Regions from separate parts of the Macaca mulatta genome. Here region 1 is linked to region 2. The links are chromatin contacts, called in public Hi-C maps. All regions are on one chromosome and are shown on one strand. The core of a region is the stretch at or near the end of the contact, and the rest is flanking DNA. Distances in the headings are between cores, read along the strand shown.

Evidence for each region. Hi-C and Micro-C count contacts between places; a contact is called where the count stands out from the background.
Region 1: a Hi-C map of liver shows a contact between it and region 2, with 11 times the contacts expected there. The contact joins the promoter of NCOA3 here to the promoter of ZNF334 in region 2. A contact is called at or near these places in 2 of 14 Hi-C or Micro-C datasets (cortical neurons and liver).

Annotation. Positions count from the first base shown.
Region 1 is chr10:100,313,878-100,320,391 of T2T-MMU8v2.0, reverse strand. It overlaps NCOA3 (nuclear receptor coactivator 3), which reads right to left and starts at 1,601. Exons shown (of 23, transcript XM_015148801.3): 1 at 1,473-1,601.
Region 2 is chr10:99,326,687-99,333,213 of T2T-MMU8v2.0, reverse strand. It overlaps ZNF334 (zinc finger protein 334), which reads left to right and starts at 2,762. Exons shown (of 11, transcript XR_013400014.1): 1 at 2,762-2,871; 2 at 4,296-4,354.

The DNA.
Region 1 (6,514 bases), core at 352-2,851, 990 kb before region 2:
CAGTCTTCGCCTCTGAGAAGGGGAGGTTTGGCGTGAAACAGATTTCACTTTTCAGTGTGTTTGTACCTTTCCAATTGGATATCATGCGGTAGAACCGTATTCTTAATGAGCATACATTTAAAATATTTCCAAGAACAAACAATTCACAAACTTACAGGTTTCCATTAACATTTTCGTTTGTGCAGCATTCGCTGAAGACCTAAGCTTTTTATTCCTCCAATCACCTTCTCAACAACCTGCTGCAACAAATACTGAAGCTTTTTTGCAGCCAGGGATCAGTCAGGCAGATCCGAGGCCAGGCATTTAAATCAAAGAGATGCAGCAATCTTACTCAATACTACTACCACTCTCACACGTCTCATTCAACTCCATTTATAACCACTGCAGCAAGACAGCTGGTACTCTCCTTCCTGTTTCTTTACCGTACAGGCTTAATAACAAAAACAGGTTGGTTTTGAAGCCCTGCTCAAATACTGCAAAAAGGAAGTCTTCGCATTCGGGAGGGGGGAAAAAAAAAGTTTCGACTTCGAGAGAATCTCATAGCTTCCCTGTCATTCCATTTGGGAATCCCAAACTCCTGCTAGTGAGGTAGATGCTCGCTCTCTCACGGCTGCTCTCTCGGTTAACTTTCCCACCCTAGATGCCCTCAAACTGCCTAGGAAGCCACTAAGTCTCCCAACGACCCATGGCTAGTTTTGTTAAGGCAGGTACAAGACAAGCAGTTTATTTAAACCATGACGAACTGAGTCGATGTTCATAAAATAAGAGACGGGGAGCAAAAAAAAGTAGTAATAAAGACAGACAAACCCCAAATTTAATCAACCAACTTCCCACTTGCCATTTCCCAGCCTTCACACCAGAGGTAGTAAAACGCCTTTTTACCGAGAAAACTAAGAACCTACCCGAGCCCAACAAGAAAATTCCGCGGACAATTCGTGTTAAAATATTTTTTAAATGCCCAAGTGCAGGAGGAAACACAGCAACCAAATCTCACCCGGCTGGGAGGCTGGGGTTGGGGGGGGGGGTCCCCGCGGCTTCTCCCTCCCGTGCTTCCCAATAGCTGCTAAGGAGCCGGGGCAGTAGGAGGAGGACGCGGGGAGCTTTCAAAAGGGCTGGGGGAGGCAAGAGGAAGAAAAAACTTTACGGACAGAAGGGGAAAGTGGGCCCCTGCAGTCCCCCCGCAAACTCCTCGGGTGACCCCTCCGCGCGGGGACCCCCTCGGATCCTCAAGCCGGCTGCCACCCAGCCTCGTCTCCCATCGACCGCCGCGGGCCGCCCCCCGAGCTGAGGGGAAGCGGCGCGGCCCCGACACCCTGAAACTACCTCAGTGCGTCCCCCGGCCGGCGCGCCCCTCAGTGTCTCGGCAGATCTGAAGCCGCCGGCTCTGGCATCCTGGGGAACTCGCCCCTCTTCCCTCCGCCTCGCACTCCACGCCCTCGCCTGCCGCCGCCTCCTCCTTTATCTCCACTCACCTCCCGCCGCCATTTTCCTCGCAGCTCAGCTTTAAATCGGAAACTCGCCGCTCAGCCCGCAGCCGCCGCCGCCGCCACCGACTCAGCCGCCGCCGCTGCCGTCGCTGTGGAGGGGCTGAGGCGGCAGCTGAAGTCGCCGCGCGGGGGCCACTGGGATATGTAGTCCCGAGGCCACGCCCAGCACTACCGGTCCCAGGGGGCCTTGCGCGGCCGGCCCAGGGTTCCAGCGTCCCCACCCTGGCTTCCGCGGCGGAGGGCGTGGCCACGTCGGATCGTTTGGCAGCTTTCGTCCAGCAGAAACTGGGAGCTGCCTCGGGATCCGGAGAACCGGAATGCAGCCCTAGCCCTGCCCTTAATTTTTTTCATATTTGCCTTCGTCCAGTAATACCTAACATTTGTGGAGCGTTTCTGGTATGCCAAGCACGGATCCTCAAAACAAGCATCCCTTAGGGACCATGATCATCCTCATTTTTCAGATGAGCGAACTGAGGCACAAGGTCGGAAGCCACGAGGCTGTTCCTTAGCTGCTGAAGTCGCTGGATGAAATGTTGTTGGGCAGCAGTATATTCACGGTATATTTAGTCCCGAAGTATCATCCCACAGCGTATTTATGACTTACAATAAAGAACAGCGTATTTATGCTTTAAAATGGAGAGATCTGGCAGGCACCCCCTTACCCAAGTGATGGAACTTAGCACCACCAGTAAATGGGTCAGGACTGTTGTTATGTGTCTCCTAATATGATGCAGTGAGGAAAGCATATTGCTACCTCTGTCGTATTCTTGCCACATACACACACACACAAAGCTAACCTTAATCTAACCATGAAAAAATAAACGAATTCAGAATATGGGACATTCTACAAAACATCAAGCCTGGAGTCTTAAAAATATGACAGCATGAAAGAGGTGAAAACCAAACGCAATAGGTGAGACTTGATTGGATTCAGGATGATTTTTTTATGTAAAAAGAATCTGGGGGGCAATTTCAATGTAGACCGTGTGTTAGATAATATTGAATCAGTATTAGATATGTTGAGTGTGAATAAAATAAAATAATCTGACCACTTACCCCCTCCACGGTCAGCACCACCATTTCCCACCTGGACCGCTGCAGCAGCCTCCTCAGTGTTCTCCCTGCTTCCCTCTTTCCCCTTAGAGACTATACTCAACACAGCAGCCAGAGGGATCCTGATAAGAATCAAGTCAGTTTATGTCCCTCCTGCAAAATTCTTGCAGTAACCTGCAAAGCCCCGTACAGCCTGTCTCTTGCCCTCCCCTTCTCTCTCTAAACTCATCACCTTCTTCTCTTCCACTCACTTCTGTAATTTAGCTACAGTGGACTTCTTGGGCCTCTCCAATGTGCTTAGAACACTCTGGCCTTAAAGATCGTGGACTTGCTATTTCCTCTGCCTAGAACACTATTTTCCCAGAAAATTCAAATAACGCATTCCCTAATCTCCCCACGGTCATTGTCCAAATGTCACTTCTTCAGTGAGGCTTTCCCTAATTGCTCTATTTAACTTCCCGCCCACTCTGATCCCAGCTTTCCCTACTCCTATTCCTTTCTTCCTTTTCAGAGCATGAATTACCATTAAAATCACGATATATTTCTGTTTACTTATGTTATTTAAAATATCTCATTTCCGCCAGGAGCAGTGACTCATGCCTGTAATCCCAGCACTTGGGGAGGCCAAGGCAGGCAGATCACCTGAGGTCGGGAGTTCGAGACCAGCCTGACCAACATGGAGAAACCCGGTCACTACCAAAAATACAAAATTAGCTGAGCATGGTAGCGCATGCCTGTAATCCCAGCTACTCGGGAGGCTGAGGCAAGAGAATCGCTTGAACACGGGAGGCAGAGGTTGCGACGAGCCGAGATGGCACCATTGCACTCAAGCCTGGGCAACAAGAGCGAAACTGTCTCAAAAAAAATAAAAAATAAAAATAAAATAAGTAAAAATTTAAAAATTTAAAAATAAAATATCTCATTTCCGGGCCTGGCACGGCGGCTCACACCTGTAATCCCAGCACTTTGGGAGGCCGAGGCGGGCGGATCACCTGAGGTCAGGAGTTCCAGACCAGCCTGGTCAACATAGCGGAAACCCCGTCTCTACTGAAAATACAAAAAATGAGCCGGGTATGGTGGCAGGCGCCTGTAATCACAGCTACTCGGGAGGCTGAGGCAGGAGAATCACTTGAACCCAGGAGGCAGAGGTTGCAGTGAGCCAAGATCATGCCACTGCACTCCAGCCTGGGCCACAAGAGTGGAACTCTGTCTCAAAAAAAAAAAAAAATCTCCTTTCCACCAGGGCACAGTGGCTCAGGCCTGTAATCCCAACACTTTGGAAGGCTGAGAGATTGCTTGAGCCCAGGAGTTCAAGACGGGCCTTGGCAATATGCAGAGACCCAGTCTCTACAAAAAATTTTAAAATTAGCTTGGTGTGGTGGCGCCTGCTTGTATTCCCAACTACTCAGGAGGCTGAGGTGGGAGGATTGCCTGAGTAGGGGAGGTCAAGGCTGCAGTGAGCCATGCTTGCACCACTGCACTCCAGCCTGAGTGACAGAGTGAGACTCCATCTCATATATATATATATGTGTGTTAAATAAAAATAACAAAATACTGTGTTAGATGCTGAGAACCCAAAGATGAAATGCTCACACCTGTATGGCCTTTTGCCTCAGCAACTGCACCTGTCTCCTAGCTACTCTCCTTGCTTCTCTCCCATTGGTCCTCTATAAGGCACTCCCTATACAGTAGCCAGAGGGATCCTTGAAAAATCATGTATTACATCATGTTACTTCCAACCTAGGCCAGGTGCGGTGGTTCACACCTGTAATTCCAGCACTTTGGGAGGGCGAGGAAGCTGGATCACTTGAGGTCAGGGGTTTGAGGCCAGCCTGACCAACATAGTGAAACCCCGTCTCTACTGAAAATACAAAATTAGCTGGGCATGGTGGTGCACACCTGTAGTCCTAGCTACTTGGGAGGCTGAAGCAGGAGAATCTCTTGAACCTAGGAGGCAGAGGTCGTAGTGAGCTGAGATCGTACCACTGCACTCCAGCCAGGGCAACAAGAGTGAAACTCCATCTCAAAAACAAACAAACAAAAAACAAAAAACTTCCAAACTAGACAGCTTCGAATGGCATCCCATTGCATTTGGGATGAAACTCAGACCCTAGCTGGGTGTGGTGGCCCACACTTCTAATCCTAGCTACTCAGAAAGCTGAGGTGAGAGGATTGCTTGAGCCCAGAAGTTCGAGGCTGCAGTGAGCTATAATTGTGCCAGTGCACTCCAGCCTGGGTGACAGAGTGAGACCTTGACTCCATTAAAAAAAACAAACTACTCTGACCCTAATTGATTTGGTCTCTGCTCCCCTCCCTGATCTCAAGTGATATATCTCTCCCTATTTCTCACCCCCTGTCACACTAACATTCCTGAACACACCAAGCACATTCCTGCCTCAGGACCTTGCACCTGTTGTTCCTTTTATCTAGAATTTTCTTTCCTCCTGGCTTGCTCTCTATTGCCATTCAACTCTCTGCTGCAATGTCTCGTCCTCACATAGAACTTCTAAAGCACTAAACACACACACAGACACAAACACAGTCATATTACCCTGCTTTGTCTTCATAATGATTCATACCATAGACCATCTGAATTTTTTCTTTTTTGAGACGGAGTCTCGCTCTGTGGGCCAGGCTGGAGTGCAGTGGCGCGATCTCGGCTCACTGCAAGCTCCGCCTCCCGGGTTCACGCCATTCTCCTGCCTCAGCCTCCCGAGTAGCTGGGACTACAGGCGCCCGGCACCACGCCCGGCTAGTTTTTTGTATTTTCAGTAGAGACGGGGTTTCACCGTGTTAGCCAGGAGGGTCTCCATCTCCTGGCCTCGTGATCCGCCCACCTTGGCCTCCCAAAGTGCTGGGATTACAGGCACGAGCCATGGCGCCCGGCCACCATCTGAATTTTTTTAGAATTTTTTTTTTCTTTTTTTTTTTTTGAGATGGAGTTTTGTTCTTGTGGTCCAGGCTGGAGTGCAGCGGTACAATCATGGCTCACTGCAACCTCCGCCTCCCGGGTTCAAGCAATTCTCCTGCCTCACCTCCCAAGTAGCTGGGATTACAAGGCATGCGCCACCACGCCTGGCTAATTTTTGTATTTTTAGTAGAGACAGGATTTTACCACTTTGGCCAGGCTGGTCTTAAACTCCTGACCTCAGGTGATCCGCCCGCCTTGGTCCCTCCAAGTGCTGGGATTACAGGTGTGAGCCACCACGCCTGGCCATACTTGAACATCTTATCTGAAACCAGCAGTAGATCTGGAGAAGATCAATCATTTTATCCTGTCCTCTCATTACCCTATTCCAAGATTCAAATTCCGAAAAGTAATCTATTCAATTGATCTAGCTTGGGTCATATGTTTTATATGAAAGGAACTCCAGACAGGTAACAATGGTAACTAGCCTGCTTGCAAATTACTCTCAAATGATTTAGGGAGAAGAAATGCACACACACAGGAGAGAGAGTACAGGTGAGCAAATGTGGCAAAATATGATCAATTAGTACATTTAGGTTTAGGGTACATAGGTTTGTTTTTTGGGGTTTTTTTTGTTTTTGTTTTGTTTTGTTTTTTTGAGGTGGAGTCTCACACTGTCGCCCAGGCTGGGGTGCAGTGGTGCGATCTCTGCTCACTGCAACATCTGCCTCCCAGGTTTAAGTGATTCTCCTGCCTCAGCCTCCCGAGTAGCTGGGATTACAGGTGCCTGCCACCAGGCCCGGCTAATTTTTTGTATTTTTAGTAGAGACGGGGTTTCACTATGTTGGCCAGGCTGGTCTTGAACTCCTGACCTTGTGATCCACCCGCCTCGGCCTCCCAAAGTGCTGGGATTACAGACATGAGCCACCTTGCCCAGCCTTTGTTTTTATTTTTTTGAGATGGAATCTCGCTCTGTCACCCCGGCTGGAGTGTAATGGCACAATCTCGGCTCACTGCAACCTCTGCCTCCTGGGTTCAAGTGATTCTCTTGCCTCAGACTCCCAAG
Region 2 (6,527 bases), core at 1,513-4,012:
TCAGGAGTTCCCAATATGGTGAAATCCCATCTCTACTAAAAATACAAAAATTAGCCGGGCATGGTGGTAAACACCTGTAACCCCAGCTTTTCGGGAGGCTGAGACAGGAGAATCATGTGAACCCAGGAGGTGGAGGTTACAGTGAGCCGAGATGGCACCATTGCACTCCAGCCTGGGCATCGCAGTGAGACTCCGTCTACGGAAAAAAAAAAAAAAAAAAAGATTATGATTAAAACCATTATAAGGAACTTTCTTGATATGCATATTTTTGTACTGATTTAATTATTTCATTAAGATGTTCCTAGAAGCTGAGTTGCTGGAATAAAAGGCGTGAAATCTTCAATTTGGGTACAGAATGTCTACCAGAAATGTCATAGGAATTATACTCCCACCCAACCTGTCTGGGAACAAGTATTTTTTCCAAATTCATGCCAATACTTTATTATTCCATTTAATCTTTGCCAAATTAGTCTGCCAAAAAAGTATGTAATCAAAAACTTTTTGCACTTCTTTGCTCTAGAGTATTATTGGCCATTACCTCATATACATAGTTACGGCTCTTTTACAATTCTTCTGTATTAATTGCCTTGTTCGTGTTCTTTTTTCGTGTTTTAAAAAAATTTGAATCCTCATCTTTACAGATTTTTAAAAGAGATGTTAATAAATTGAGTCTATTTCAATCCTTCTCATATGTGGTGAAACCACTTTATTTTCTCCATTTATTTCTTTTTAAATCTATTTTTTTCTGAAGCAAGACTTTTTCAATTTTTCATAGCCACATTGATCAATAATTTTCTCTACAGTGTCATTTTTACATGGCAATGAAAATAAGATAGAAAAATGTTCCGAATTACAAAAGTAGCAAAACATTTGAGACTATCTAAACTTGAATGAATAGAAATATATTCCATTTTCTTGATTACTAGGAAACTTTGCTTTGATAAAATTTCAGTAAAAGAGCTTTCCTAGCAAGTAATGCAAACAATCACTTACTCCGAGAGTTTGCGTTTAACATTTCAAATTATATGTCAATGTGAAATATATTGATTATAATGTGTGAGATGAGAATTTAATCTTAGTTTTTTACTCCAAATGGTTAGTGAGTTGTCCCACATCACTTTTTCAATAATCTATTTAACAATAAGCCTTTCTCACTGATTTGAAATGGCAGTTTTTCATATCATATTCTTCGAAATCATCTTTTGTTGATGTTTAGCTAGTTATTGCTGCATAACTAACCACCCAAAATTTCGAAGCTTAAAACAACAAAATTTATTATTTCTTGTAGTCTGTATGTTTACTGGGATCAGCTACATGATTTCATCTGGAGCTGAAGTCATCTAGGAACTTCACTGGCCTGGAATGTTCACTCATATGTCTTATGTCTCTAGGCAAGGATGACTGGAAGGCTGGGATAGCTGCATTGTTAGGAAAGATGGGCGTCTCCTTTTCCATGTGGTCTCAGGGCCTCTCACTTCCTACTTTTCTTGGTTTCTCCATTTGGTCTAACAGGTTAGCTGCATGTCTTAGTGTCTAAGGACTCTTCAAAGAGCAAAGCTGAAGCTTCCAGGACTATGTATGGCTTATTTTCTGGAAGTGGCACAGTGTCACTTCTGACGCATTCTTTTGGTTAAAGAGAATCACAGAGTCAGCCAAAATCAGTGTGGGAGGGAAATATACAAGCCTGGAATACTGGGAAGTTTAGTTCATTGGGGGGCCATCTTTGAAGACTAGCTACCACCAGTCGCTAACTGTTCTTTTCTGAAATTGAATACATCATAACTTTGTCAGAAATTTTCATGCCTTCCAATGAGTAAAGTTTTATAAAATTCTATTTATTCAATGTGTATACAATTCATATACAGTCATGCATAACATAAGAATGTTCCAGTCAATGATGTACTGCATATACAACTGTGGTCTCACAAGTTTATAATACTGTACGTTTACTGTACCTTTCCTATGTTTAGGTATGTTTACACACACAAATACCATTGTGTTACCATTGCATACGGTATTCAGGACAGTAACATGCCACACAGGTCTGCAGCCTAGGAGAAAAAGGCTATACCATACAGCCTAGGTGTGTAGTAGACTATATCGTCTAGATTTGTGTAAGAACCCTCCATGATGTTCACACAAAGATGAGATTGCCTAAAGACACATTGCTCAGAGCGTATCCCCATCGTTAAACCATGCATGATTGTATGTATTTTCCTTGTGGATGTAAAACTATTTTCTATATTACAATGAATATGAGATGATTCGTGATATTAAAGTATATTAACTATATTGCTAATTTTAAAAATATTAGACCCATATAATATTATTATTAGACCCATATGAGTTCCTCTTTGTAAAACTGTCAGAAGAATGTGCACCTAATGTTAAACTCAGGTATCTCTGGGAATTGGGGTTACAGCTAATAGATCGTTTTCTTCAGAGATATTCTGATTTATCTTCAACTTTCACGTATTGAAAGCCAGCAACGATTTTGTATACTGTTGGCGAGAAATTTTCTGCAGGTCGTTAGTATTATTCCCTTAACATTCCGCTGGAGTATCTTTCGCAGTCATTTTCATTTCGCATAATTTTCCTTTCTCATCTACAGCCTTCGGTGAAACGGATATGAAACTTTACTTTTCGTATTGGTGATTCACAGCAGTCACCCAAGTTCTGTAGTTAAAGCATAAGCTCTTCAAAGATCCTTCAGGGTAGGGCGGCGGCCGCGACGCCTTCTGGGGACTGTGGTCCGGAAAGCCGGCGCGGGCCTCGGGAGAGCCCCGGGAAAGGCGGCCCGGGGGCCTTTCTGCGCATGTGCTGTTCCTGTTTTTCACCCGGACGCGCTTCCGGTTCGACAGACTCTTCCGGGTGAGGGTCTTTCAGCCCGTGAATACCTGGTCCCGCCGTGACTTGGACCTGGTGCGAACTGCAGGCGAAGCGGGTGCACCCACAACCTATAGGAAGGGCTGGCGGCGAGCTCCGAGCACTCGGGCGTCGGAGGGAACGGTGGGGCCGGGCGGAGCTGTCCTCGGGTCAGCGGAGGGTGGACGCGCGCTCTCCCTGTCTTTGGAGGGAGGGTTTCCTGTTGTCGGGAGGCGAGGCGAGGCAGCTAGGACAGGATTGGGCTCCTGACCTGCAGGCCACGGGGCGGGCTCTCTCTAGGGCCCTGATTTGCCTGAAGAAGTGAAAGGTTTGCGCATCCAAGTAGCCAGAGTGAAAGTGAAAGGTTTGCGCGTCCAAGTAGCCAGAGCCTCTTTCCAGAACTTCTGCTGATGCACTTAGTCCTGCAACCATTGATTACTATAGCTCAGCAAAGTTCATATCACGTTTCGGAAGAAGGATGTGAGCTGGAATGGGCAGGGTCCAGATTTGACAGGAAAAGACACTTCACTGGAGGTATCTGCGAGAGTCCTGGGTTGGAAGGAAGGCGTACTAGTTATAAATAAGGAAATGATCTCTTCATCACTTCCTAAACACATACATGTCATTCCCTACCATCTCCATCCTCTGTTTATTCTGAGCTGCACCAACCATGTTCATCACCTCACGTGGGATTTACTGAGTTTACCCCTTACAGAGCTACACAATGGGGTAAAGGAAAGACTAAAAACCAATTTATCTTATTTTAAAATTACGACTTCGTAAAGATTTTATTCAGTAATGCAGTTTGCTAGCGACAGAGCCAATAACTGAATTCTGGTCCTTTGAGTAACCGTCAGGGCTTTGTCATCTACCACATTTAAGTTACCTACCACAAGAAGTTTCTTAGTAAAAGGTCCTCTTGTGAAACTGCAGCTAAGGAAGACCAAACTGTCAAAAAGACAAACACCTTAAACACTTTCATTCATTCTCTCTGGATTCTCTCATCTCAAGTGGCTAAACACATTAGTAGGAAAGTAGGTAGGTGACAAAATATCATTTTCCTATTCCAAGAAATCTTTTAATCCTAGAATCCACTTTAATACCAAAATAGTGTTCCAGGCTTTGTGTATACTAACTTTGGTTGACCTAGTCTTCTATTAATTGGACTCAGAGGTTTTCAGTTTTTTTCAAAGGAGGCATAAATTCTCAGTAATTCAGTAGAAAACATTTGTTGACAGTAAGAAAAGCTCTATGTGACTATTCTAGAACTATAAATGGACAAGTGAACGTTTCCTCAAGCTGTTGCTTCCTGAATCAGACTGGTCAAAGGACCGTGTTTTTAAATGGGTGTGTGGCTGTCTTTGTAGGTAGCTGTAGAGCTGCTGTGTGAGCCAGATTGCTCATTCCATTCCCCATTCTTCCTTACCCAGCTCTGCTTTCAACACTCTTGGCCCTTTCTCAAGAGAACCTGAAAATGAACAAATTTCAGGTAAGTTGCTCAGGGATTTACTTCTCACATTATACAGTGAACTTCAAGAGGTTTAGAGTAGTTTGCAGATGAAACTGAAATGTATAAAATTCAGCATCAGAGTATTCGATCGGTACTAGAAAAGTGGACATAGATATACAGAAATCATATATTCCTATAGACTTACTCAAATGGTTCCAGAAAGGCCCAGACCATATGAGATAGCCCTTACACTGGATTTTGTGTGGTTTTCCCATCAATTATCTAAAAATTTTCTTGGATGATCTTTGAGTAAGTGAAGTAGAGGCAGCTCTGCCAAAAACAGCTGGGAAAGAAATGCTATGGGTTTCCTGTGACTTCTATACCCAGGCAGAGCACAGTAATTACAGGGAACCAATCCAGTGTCATCCGAACAGGCAGCATTCAGGTGGTTCTCTGTGATGTCTATGATCCAGTGATAAGACCTAGAATAAATGGATAAAACCTGTAACAAATAGAATAATATTCTTCAAATAATGCCCTATAACTTTATTGCAGCTGTACTTATAAAACAAGTTCTAGAGGGGACAATTCAACATTCTGTAGGTAAAACTTCACTTGCCTGTCTCATTTCAACCCACTTGATACAGTCTTATGTCTGCCCCCACCACTCTGATGGATCTGTTCTGGAAAAAGTTACCAGTAACCTAAATGTTTTCAAACCCAATGAGTATTTTTCAGTTCATACTTTACCAAACTCTTTGTTGCATTTGACAGTATGACTGCCCCCTCCCTAATATGCACCTCTGATAATGTCTGTGGTATCCCTCACTTGATTCTCTTTGTAGCTCTACAATCATGTCTTTTTTTTTTTTTTTTTAATTGAGATGAGGTCTCACTATGTTGCCCGGGCTGGTCTCGAACTCCTGGGTTCGAGTGATCCTCCCACCTTGGCCTCCCAAAGTGCTGTGATTATAGGTGTGAGCTGCCATGCCCAGCCTGTAATCATGTCTTTTTTATATCTTTTATACAATCTTCTCTTTTGTTTCATGAACATTGCTATTCCATTGTTAGCCCATTATTCTTTCTGATTTTTTTTTCTTGCCCTTTGTGGTTTTTAACTTGTGAGTCTTTATGCTCTGAAATATTTCTGCCTCTGAGAACCTCAGCTTGAGATTCTTGCTGAACATCTCTACAAGGATGTCCAGAAGGCACATGGAGTCCTCGTATCCAACATGGAAATAATATTTACAACTTGCTCAATGTACTGCTGCTTCTTGATTCCCTATCAGTGCTGCTTCCATCAAGCCAGAAAATGAAGTCTATTTTTTTTTTTTTTGAGATGGGGGTCTCGCTCTATTGCCCAGGCTGGAGTGCAGTGGTGCAATCTCGGCTCACTGCAAACTCTGCCTCCTGGGTTCACACCATTCTCCTGCTTCAGCCTCCTGAGTTGCTGGGACTATAGGCGCCCACCACAACACCCGGCTAATTTTTTTGTATTTTTAGTAGAGACGGGGTTTCACCGTGTTAGCCAGGATGGTCTTGATCTCCTGACCTTGTGATCTGCCCGCCTCAGCCTCCCAAAGTGCTGGGATTACAGGCGTGAGCCATTGCGCCCAGCCTGAAGTCCATCTTAATTCTCCTTTTCCTCACCTCCTACCATACCTGTTTGTCGAGCTTGCTAATAACATTTCTTGAATTTGTCCTTTCACTTCCTTCTCCTGCCTCAGTTTCTCGTGGGTTGTCATAATATTAGTAGCTTTCTCAGCAGTCTGCCTGGCCCCTTCCTCTTCCCACCTCAAGGCTGTTGTTCACACTGACCAGTTCCTCCAAAATGCCAACGTGATCATGTCTTAATACAGAAATGACTTAAGAGGTTCCACACCACTTACATAATACAAGTTCAGCATCCTTGGTATGACGTGTAAGGCTATTTATGTCATGACCGTTTCCTGCCTCTTCTTAATTCCTACCACTCTGGACCTTTCACTCAACAACTGTATATTGATCCAACAATTGTGTGTCATACGCTATGCTAGATGGTCTACATTCAACTTGAATGAAGGAGATACTGTCTCTGTCCTCATGGAGCTCACATGCTAGTGAAAGAGAAAGATATTACACCAACAGTTCAAACTGTGCTGAGGTGGTTCTCAACTCTGCCAGACCCATATCTATTTACAGAACATACTTTCTTATGAGCTATATTGGGATG